Linked DNA regions of Siniperca chuatsi: region 2 is linked to region 1. The links are chromatin contacts, called in public Hi-C maps. All regions are on one chromosome and are shown on one strand. The core of a region is the stretch at or near the end of the contact, and the rest is flanking DNA. Distances in the headings are between cores, read along the strand shown. Region 1 holds the start of uba3 (NEDD8-activating enzyme E1 catalytic subunit). Region 2 overlaps fgd5a (FYVE, RhoGEF and PH domain-containing protein 5).

Region 1 (4,469 bases), core at 973-3,472:
GTCATCAATCACTTACTACAGCACAACACAACATCAGCTTGTAGCGTCTCCTTGTCTTCTGGCTGGCAGCCCGGCTCCGTGCCTAACATGGGACATATCGCTGTGACATATTATCATTAGCACAATCAACACCACTTTGGACGTCCTGACAGAAAGCCATCAAATGGCAAATGGATATGGAGATATATGGGGCCTTAAAGCTGGCAAACCCAGATTCCCATGTCAATGCATGTAAAGGAAATGTGCAAAGGAAAAACAGGATTTTCTTCTCAGATGAGGAAAGACATAAAATATCAGCAGCTCCTCTGAGGTTCTTCTTCCTAGCAAGGTGTCACATTACTGGTAGCCTGCTATGATCAAGTATTTCAAGTAATGGTCTATTCAACTCTGGACTCTTCAATATTTGCATGTATATGTTAACTATAGTTGGCTGTGATGGATGGCAGAGAGCTGGGTCACCTCAAAGGCACGGTAGATGACATTCAGAAAGTCCCTGCTTAAAGTGGGGGAATGACAGATGGCATTTCAATGGAATCTATAAAAATGTGTCAGCACTGGAAAATGTTTTGACTGCTATTCCTCTGCTGCCCTACTTTAGATCCAGTGTGCATTCAACAACACTCAGTGCTTAAAGACCTTCAAAATAATGCTGGAGGCAAAACCAATATAGGAGAAATCACTTCCACCTGGAGATCTGGGCACAATCATACCTACTGAAGTGCCCATGAGCAATCCTCCCACAGCAAGGATCCTCATTAATAATATAACCGATTTTTAAGTGTCTTGTGGGATTCCATCTTCCACCTTTTTTGATGAAATGTCATCACATTTCACTGCTGTTTAACGAGAGAGCATAGCTGAGGTTAAATGAAAGAGGACAAGACAGACAGAACAAATAGAAAAAGAGAGAGAGGAGGGCTGAGATGGCAGGCAGTCAGCTATGAAGGACATGGCCGCAGCAGTTATTTTTAGTTATCAGTTTTCGGAGGCTGTCATTTGGAACATCTCATTAAAGATCAGAAGAAAAAAAAAATCTTGAACCAAACCATCAAACCATTCAGATCACTGAAACTCAAGAGAAGAAAAGCTATATGTCCTGGTGTGCATGCTCTCTCACTCACACACACACACACACACACACACACACACACACACACACACACACACACACAGTATCCTTTACCAGCGACAAATAATTTGAGAGTGCCGGGCTATCAGTGCATACATTAGACAGATCTCTGGTGACCTCTGCAAAAGGTATCTACACCACATTTCCTTTAATATTAGAGGGGTTGCAGACAGATAGATTAATTAAGTTCACGTGCCCACAGGCATGTCTCTTGAAATGCATAGAAGCCCATCCAATGTTTTTTAATCATTCTATAATGAGCGATTAAACACCTAGATTCATTAGCACAATGTGGACACAGTAAATCAGATACTTGAGGGAGAGGTCCTCACTAAGAAAGTCGTTAAACTTAATAACAGGATCTCAATTTTATGTCTTATTCATGCTAAGTACCTCATGCAGCAATTCACAATGAAAGCAACTCAAAGCAATAAATCGTAATAAATCTGTAACATAGTTAAATTTTATGCTGTTTTACACAGTTGTTTTTTTTGTTGCAAGGACATAATAACAAAACAAAGCGAAATGCTATAAATAAATTGAAAGATTTAATTATTGATCTAGTTACAGTTTGTATCCAGGCTCTTGAAACTCAAATGGGCCATTTCTCTCTTCCTGTCTCTCCTTGACTGTTAACTGGTTTTATAGATAATTGCTAAAGTTAAAGGGCTGAACCACACAGAGCATAGCAATTATCAAGTAATCACTTGTATAGTCAATTATTTAACTATCTTTGCCATTGTAAAACCTACTGCTCCAATGTCCTACATTGTTTTAGAAAGGCCAAACTCATCTTGCATGAAAAAGTGGCGACATTTGGACAACTGTGCTAAATACACTCTTTCATCATTAACATTTGTAACATGAATACAGTTTAATATAATATGCAGTAGGTATGCACAATGGTGGATTTACTGTACATCTAAGCAAAACAAAAATGGGTAAATGCTGCCACCTGTTGGATCGGAGGTGTACTTGCCGTCCTTGTAGTGGAGTGTTGACAATGTTGCCTTCACAACTCTCGGAAATATCGAAATTCAACTAAAACTATATAGCTAATGCTAAGTGTTCTATCTTTTTTAGGCCCTAGCTGCACGACACAATAGCCGTGTTGGTCTCAAATTAAAACACCGTCTAAATATACCGTTGTTCTACGGACTATTTTGTATATTATTGCCTGAAAGTCTTTGTATTTACTACTGCTAACTTCGGCATTTGAAGGCAGATAAGTAGCCAAACATGGCGGACACGGATGAGCCGTAAGTAGCTACCGAAGAAACAAGCAAGAAACAGTCATTAACTGCCCGAAAGATGCTTTCAAATCTCATTAACCTACGAAAGCACAGCATGAATGAACCTTCTTTTATTCTCTCTTTTTAGGGAGAAGAAAAGAAGGAGAGTAGTGGAGCTGACTGAGAAGTTAGTGATGAATTGGTAGAACTGGCGGAAGGTTTGAGTTTACTAGACATAAGGAAGGTTAACGTTAGCTAGCTAAAGCAGCTAACCTAATACAAGTTGTACACTGACAGCTAGGCTACGGACAAAAATACTGACTAGTTGGTCGTGAGTAGCTAACACGTCTATACAGTAAGAATTTTGTGGTATCATTTACCTCTTTGCAAAGTTAGAGGTCTTTACTTTAACTTCCCTTCTCACTGTTGACATGCTAGCTCTTCACTTAAAGCTACCGGGAGCTGTCCAGGGAAGAGAGTAACGATAGATGATTCACAAAATGTCAGAGAGTCAGAAACGCCCACCTGTCAGAAATATGCAGTTTTACTATATTTTCATAGAGTGGTTAAACAACAAAACGTTACACATGTTAGAGCAGACGCTGACATAAGGCAGACAAATCACAAGTGCATGTTAATACAGTAACAGTTACTCCTATTTAGTTTCTTGAACCTCTTAAATTATTGCATGATCTGCTGTGAACTGTAAATAGCACCCTAACTATGTGGCAGTTAATCACAGTATTGAGTTTAGGTCTTGATTGTTTTGTTTTTTTGCATGATCTCAGTAGACGTTTTTGTGTAATATCAAACCGTACAGTCATATGCATGCCATCTACCACTGAGATTGTCAGAGATGCTGCTGATGATACATCCTAAATGTACATATTGTTGTCTTCAGGATGGTGGTTGATGGAGGCATTGGACGCGCCTGTGAGTGGGAGGGGCGATGGAACCATATCAAAAGGTTTCTGGAAAGATCAGGGCCCTTCACGCATCCTGACTTCGAACCCAGCACAGAGGTAACAATCACAGGCAGCGGAATGATGCTTTAATGATACTTTTAATTTGTCATTTGATCTGTCCTGTGCCATCTTGTATTGCTCTAATATATAATATCTTTATCTCTCACCACAGTCATTGCAGTTTATGTTAGAAACCTGCAAAATCCTGGTCATTGGTGCTGGTGGTCTGGGATGTGAGCTGCTGAAAGACCTGGTATGATCACTATCATTATGAATATCTGGAAAATATCATTTAATGAATGGCCAACACTTTGTTGTTTTTGTTCATGTTCTGCCTCAGGCTTTATCAGGCTTTTGCAACATTCATGTTGTCGACATGGACACCATTGATGTTTCAAACCTGAATCGACAGTTCCTCTTCAGGTCAGTAGAAAATATGTAATACATTTTATGTACATTTCTGAGCCGTATTATTGGTTTATGTAATGTTTGAAGCAAGCAGATATGTTCTTTTAATGTGTGTGTAATGTTGACCAGGCGAAAAGATGTAGGTCGGCCCAAGGCGGACATTGCAGCTGATTTTATCAACACCCGCATACCTGGATGCTGTGTAGTCCCGTATCCTTTTGATTGAACAACAATTGCAAGATTTTAGATGCTTGATGTAAATGCAGTTTAAAATACCCAATCCACAATCCACATGATTAAAATGTGAAAAATGTTGCATGCAGCTAATCCCCGTGTCAAAAATCACAATTTAAGAATGTAGACAACTTAATTCTTAGGTTGTGAAAGCAAGTGAACATTCTGTCCAAACTTCTCCTAAATGCTCTGTGCAGACATTTTAAGAAAATTCAAGACTTGGATGAAACATTCTACAGACGTAAATATCATTAGGACTATTCTTTCCCAACTTCCCTAATGTCTTGTTGGAAGGGGTGTAATGATTCAGTCAGCTTACGATTCGGTTTGATGCATGATACAGGGCTTGCAGTTTGATACTGCTTGGACTGTGTCATTATAAGACATTAGATTGGAATTTATTCATCTCTCTGTTTTCATCTAGAATTCCATATAATTGTCTGTGGACTGGACTCTATACTTGCCAGGAGGTGGATGAATGGTATGCTGGTAAGTTATTCC
Region 2 (4,469 bases), core at 1,376-3,875, 41 kb before region 1:
GTGATACTGAAAACTGAATAGGGGGGGGGGCAGAGATAGAGGGAGCTTGTGTTTACACTGTCTGTCAGCTTGTGTGCGTGTGTGTGGATGCATGTGCATAGAAGGGAAAAAAAAGCGAGTGTGATAAACAGAGGAGGCAAGCCAAAGTGAGGCACGGGGGATCTTACGGTGAGAGGCGAGAAAGACAATGGGGGTGTGGGGTTTGTGAATTACCTCCATGAACTGCTCATGTTTGAGGGGGGAGCTTAAAACATGTCCACCCTTACACTGCTCCCTTTGTAATCATTACACCTGGGACTTTCTGATGACATCATCTTTCCTCACCCCTTGTGTTAATCAACAAGCTGTGGAGGCTGGCGCCAAAGAAGGATAGACCTCTCCTTCACTCCAGCATGTCATTTAGAAGAGGGATTCATACTCAAGAAAACCTTAGCTGTCTAACTTCTTCACGCTTGATCTCCATTCGAAAATTGCTCTTTCATTGCCAAGCGGAGAATAAAGACGTGTCTCAAGCGGCATGCTGGGCTGTGAATATATCAAACTCAACAGGAGCTAAACAGTCTGAATGTTATAAACACTTGGAGTGTACCCAGAGTAAACTCACCCCCTGTTTCAGATTGTCATTGGCCTGGTCTGCCACCTCGGACACGATCACCAAGGCAGCTGCAACACAAACAGAGAAAGAAAGAGAGAGATTTATGCGCAACCGAATTCAATACAGACACACTCAGTGACTGTGACTCAACAACTAGGGCCTGATACACGTCGAGCAGCTGCAGTGTGTATGCATGTCAGTATGTCTTTGACTACTGAAAAAACATCACTATTATGGTCCCGGTTATGAATATCACAGAGCTCCATTCTGCAGGTTTACCTTGCGTGTCCTCGTATTCTTTAGAATCAGGAGAGAGGTTGTTCAGGTAATCTGGAGAAGACACAGAAAAAATAGTCAAAACATGAAAATATGGCACTCAAACTGATTATTTACAATTGAATGCTTCCTAAGGAAAATGGTGACAATTTTTCAATTGTAAAGTGCGGTGTGTTCAGTGTGCAAGGCTAATCCACGACATTATGCTAATACTCCTGTCTTTGCTTGTGTTTGTGAATTTTAAAGCAAGAGTATATAACTATTAAAAGAAGAAATAACACATTTCCTCTTACATATAAAAACTTTAATTCATGAGGGTTTTGCTGCTACAGCCTTAGTTTGGTACATGAACAATACGCTGTACGCTATGAACAGTAGCTAGAGGTGAGTACTGTTAGCTACCGCTAGCAAACCTTAGATAGATATTGCCATGTAATTTACATTACTGTGTCAGTTTGCAGATCTTCTCTACATGTGATACTGTTACACTAAGTTTTAGCAGTTATTACTCTCCCATAACTGCTATTACTGACCACAATGGCTGCTATTCAGCAAAAATTACATGGGCTTGCTTTAAAGATTACTATGTACATGCGTGTGTTTGTGTGTTACCTGTGAGCAGCATTCGATATTGAAGTACTCTCACTATAACCTGCAGCAGCTGGTGTTTCAGTGGGACATCATCTTCTTCTGGGCTTCTTGTCTGCACACACACACACACACACACACACACACACACACACACACACTAGTTAGATTTTCAAAACAGGTAAATATACAGATATCACAACTTTACGTGGGTTACAAAAATGTTTGACAGATATGCTAAAGGTGCTTTAAACTTGTCACATTCACATAGTCTATGCTTGAACTTGACGCATTGTATCTTTTTATACAGTCTATGATTGTATCTTATATGAAAAGTTTTTTATTAGTGTTCATTTATTGAATTGTTTAACTGTATATGCCACTGCCAGTCATTTCTGCTGAATAAAATTATAGTGAAATTAAAATCTTCCTCCATGTGATGTCCCACCAAATGACCCCTGGGCGTCCCTGAACAGCACCCAGAAAACCACAGCTCTGTGTCTTCTAAATGAAGGTAACCTCTATAATACAATGCTGCAAGTCAAGGTCACAAGAGACCAAGGGAATACTGTCGGACTGGCTGACCTTCACGCATCTTTCCAGCACAAAACCTGAACAGCTCCCATTCTTCGCCTCAGAGTAGTCATTTGCAGGTGAAAGGGGACATAAATTGGCACAATCAAAGAGAGCTTTAGAAAATCAATCAGGATTTAATTGTCTCTGACAGGTATTTATGCCCTGAGCGGTAGAGGAGCAACAGGGGACTGGGCTCACACACACACACACACACACACACGTTGTTTTTTCTAATCCAATGAAGTCCTATCCTTCATTAGAGAGGCACAGATAGCACCCTGCGGGAAACAGCATCTTCATCTTATTTACGGTGCACACACATACACACGGACACAAACAAGAACCCACACAGACACACTTAACTAATCTCAGACACATTCACAAACTCATACAATACATACAATATACTATTGATGCACCCCTCCACACACAAGCAGATACAAACACACACACACACAGACCTTGGGCTGGTGATGAGATAACACTGATTAGGCCTGTAAAGGGGAGGGATGGGATGCGAGTTAAACACACCACTCTTTGTCTTCATTATCCCAATCTGGAGTACAGGAGTCAAAAGTAAAACAGAGAGCTGATGCCTCTTTTAGTGAGCAGGCCTTCACGAATACTCACTTTCTCTTTTTGTTTCTATTACAATTTTTTTTTCTCTCATCATCCGTTTCTCCTTAACTTTGGCCCTCAGCAACAACCTCTGAGTTTCTCTCACTTTTCTGTCTCCTCTATCCCCCCTCCTCTCTCCCGATCACTGCATGATGCATCGAGTACAATAATAACCAGCTCTCCATTATTAAACTCGCTTGGCTTCAGAACATCCGCTCTCCTCAAGTGTCGATTGTAAATTGTCATCCAATTGACACTTGTTCAGAAGAAGTGGCTTTCCAGAGATGGTAATTAGTGTGTGGCTTGTTTGGGCGAGCGAGCCAAATGGAGGAGGAGAGAAGAGGGAGCATGTGATGCCTCGTGCTGGGAGATAAACGTACACACGCAACACACACACACACATGCACGGACAAACAAACACACCTTTCAGACTCTGTCACAGCCAGCTGATTTTCTGCCTGCACACACGCAACTGATCTAATTGGGGAATTGTAAAGGAGGCTGCTTCTCTAATTAGCTTCTGTCTGCCTCATTGCCCTGCTGCCTTTACAAGGAATTCACTCCATCGTTCTCTCCCTCTATCGCTCTCTGTCCACCTGCTGCACAGCCTCTCCTCCTGGGCTTCTTGCACAAGAGAAAACACACAGGCTTCACACAAACATGAGCCATGACATGAATATAAATACAAATATATAAATAAAAGCTGGAGTGCTTTGGAAAGAGATTTCATAAAACCAGTTCCACAAGATCCACACAATTTGTGTATGGACATGCCCCCGCAAAACAATCAGACACAAATACAACAAGGCGCAAACACTCTCACACAAAGGGGACACACACACACTGCACTGTGTTGGCCAATGTTTATAGATGGTGCGGTAAACAAGCAACTGGCTGTGGAGAGGAGGCTTTAATCCTGTAAGGGCCTAGCTCTGATCTGATCAGGATCTGTGGCTACTTCATCACTGTCATCACCACATCCGCAATGAAATTACTACCACTTATTCTGCTGGACTTTGGCTTGTAGCAATAAAGGCGCAGGAGCAGCAGGGTGGAGAAAAAAGAGAGGTGTATGAGGGAGGTAAGGGTTTAAGTCTTGAAACAGCAAAAGAGAAGAAAATAGCTAGCTAGAGACTGATGGAAGAATGAACATTTTTACATTTTCAAAAATGGCTGCAAGCAGTAAATGAAAACATTCAGATCAGTATTTCCACTTTATACTGTAAAGTATAATGACTTGTGAAGTGTCAAACAGCTAACAGATAAATGACTGTTGTCCCTCTCAGTAGGTATATCCCGTGACCTGTACGATCCTCCTTGCTTTCCCTTGGCCCTCCTTCTCCCTTATTACAGTGGGGTCACACACACCCTGCAATTCCCAAGGCAGTGCTCTGATTCAATGCTGCATCCATCACACACACACACACACAGAACGCCCTGGTGTAGGAGGGTGTGGAGGACTGACCCCATTACAGGCTTATATGCAATATGGGAAACGTAAACACAATATGCAGTGTGTATTTGCAGTGGCAGGTGTAGTGAATCTGCCAGTGGACTGAGAAAAGGTTATTGAATATGCCTCTGGGTGTTAATTTTAGAGGTGTAGGATGAATCACAGTCTTTAGATAGACACAAGTGATGAGTAGGAAAAAAACAGCCCAATGTTTATTCAGACCAACCTTTCTACAGAGAAAAAATATGCTTGTGTCCTTAGATATGATGATATCCTACATTTATTCCTCTTTGCAGATCAGTCCATTTATGGCTACTCCAGATAGCAATTAGTGGTTTATGATGTGAGAAAACTTTGTGAGGC

Evidence for each region. Hi-C and Micro-C count contacts between places; a contact is called where the count stands out from the background.
Region 2: a contact with region 1 is called in a Hi-C map of an unstated tissue, with 4 times the contacts expected there. The contact joins the enhancer-like site here to the promoter of uba3 in region 1. A contact is called at or near these places in 2 of 3 Hi-C or Micro-C datasets (skeletal muscle and an unstated tissue).

What each region holds. Positions count from the first base shown.
Region 1 is chrLG2:25,337,574-25,342,042 of ASM2008510v1, reverse strand. It overlaps uba3 (NEDD8-activating enzyme E1 catalytic subunit), which reads left to right and starts at 2,222. Exons shown (of 18, transcript XM_044173684.1): 1 at 2,222-2,388; 2 at 2,510-2,548; 3 at 3,263-3,383; 4 at 3,499-3,579; 5 at 3,667-3,749; 6 at 3,864-3,944; 7 at 4,166-4,209; 8 at 4,393-4,457. The coding sequence starts at 2,369.
Region 2 is chrLG2:25,379,142-25,383,610 of ASM2008510v1, reverse strand. fgd5a (FYVE, RhoGEF and PH domain-containing protein 5) reads right to left here. Exons shown (of 21, transcript XM_044170874.1): 8 at 1,484-1,574; 9 at 875-925; 10 at 605-663. Among protein-coding and RNA genes, the nearest start is that of trnae-cuc, 9.0 kb to the left of the region's middle. Within about 2 kb of position 2,625, the one cell type or tissue checked has an H3K27ac peak away from gene starts, as active enhancers do.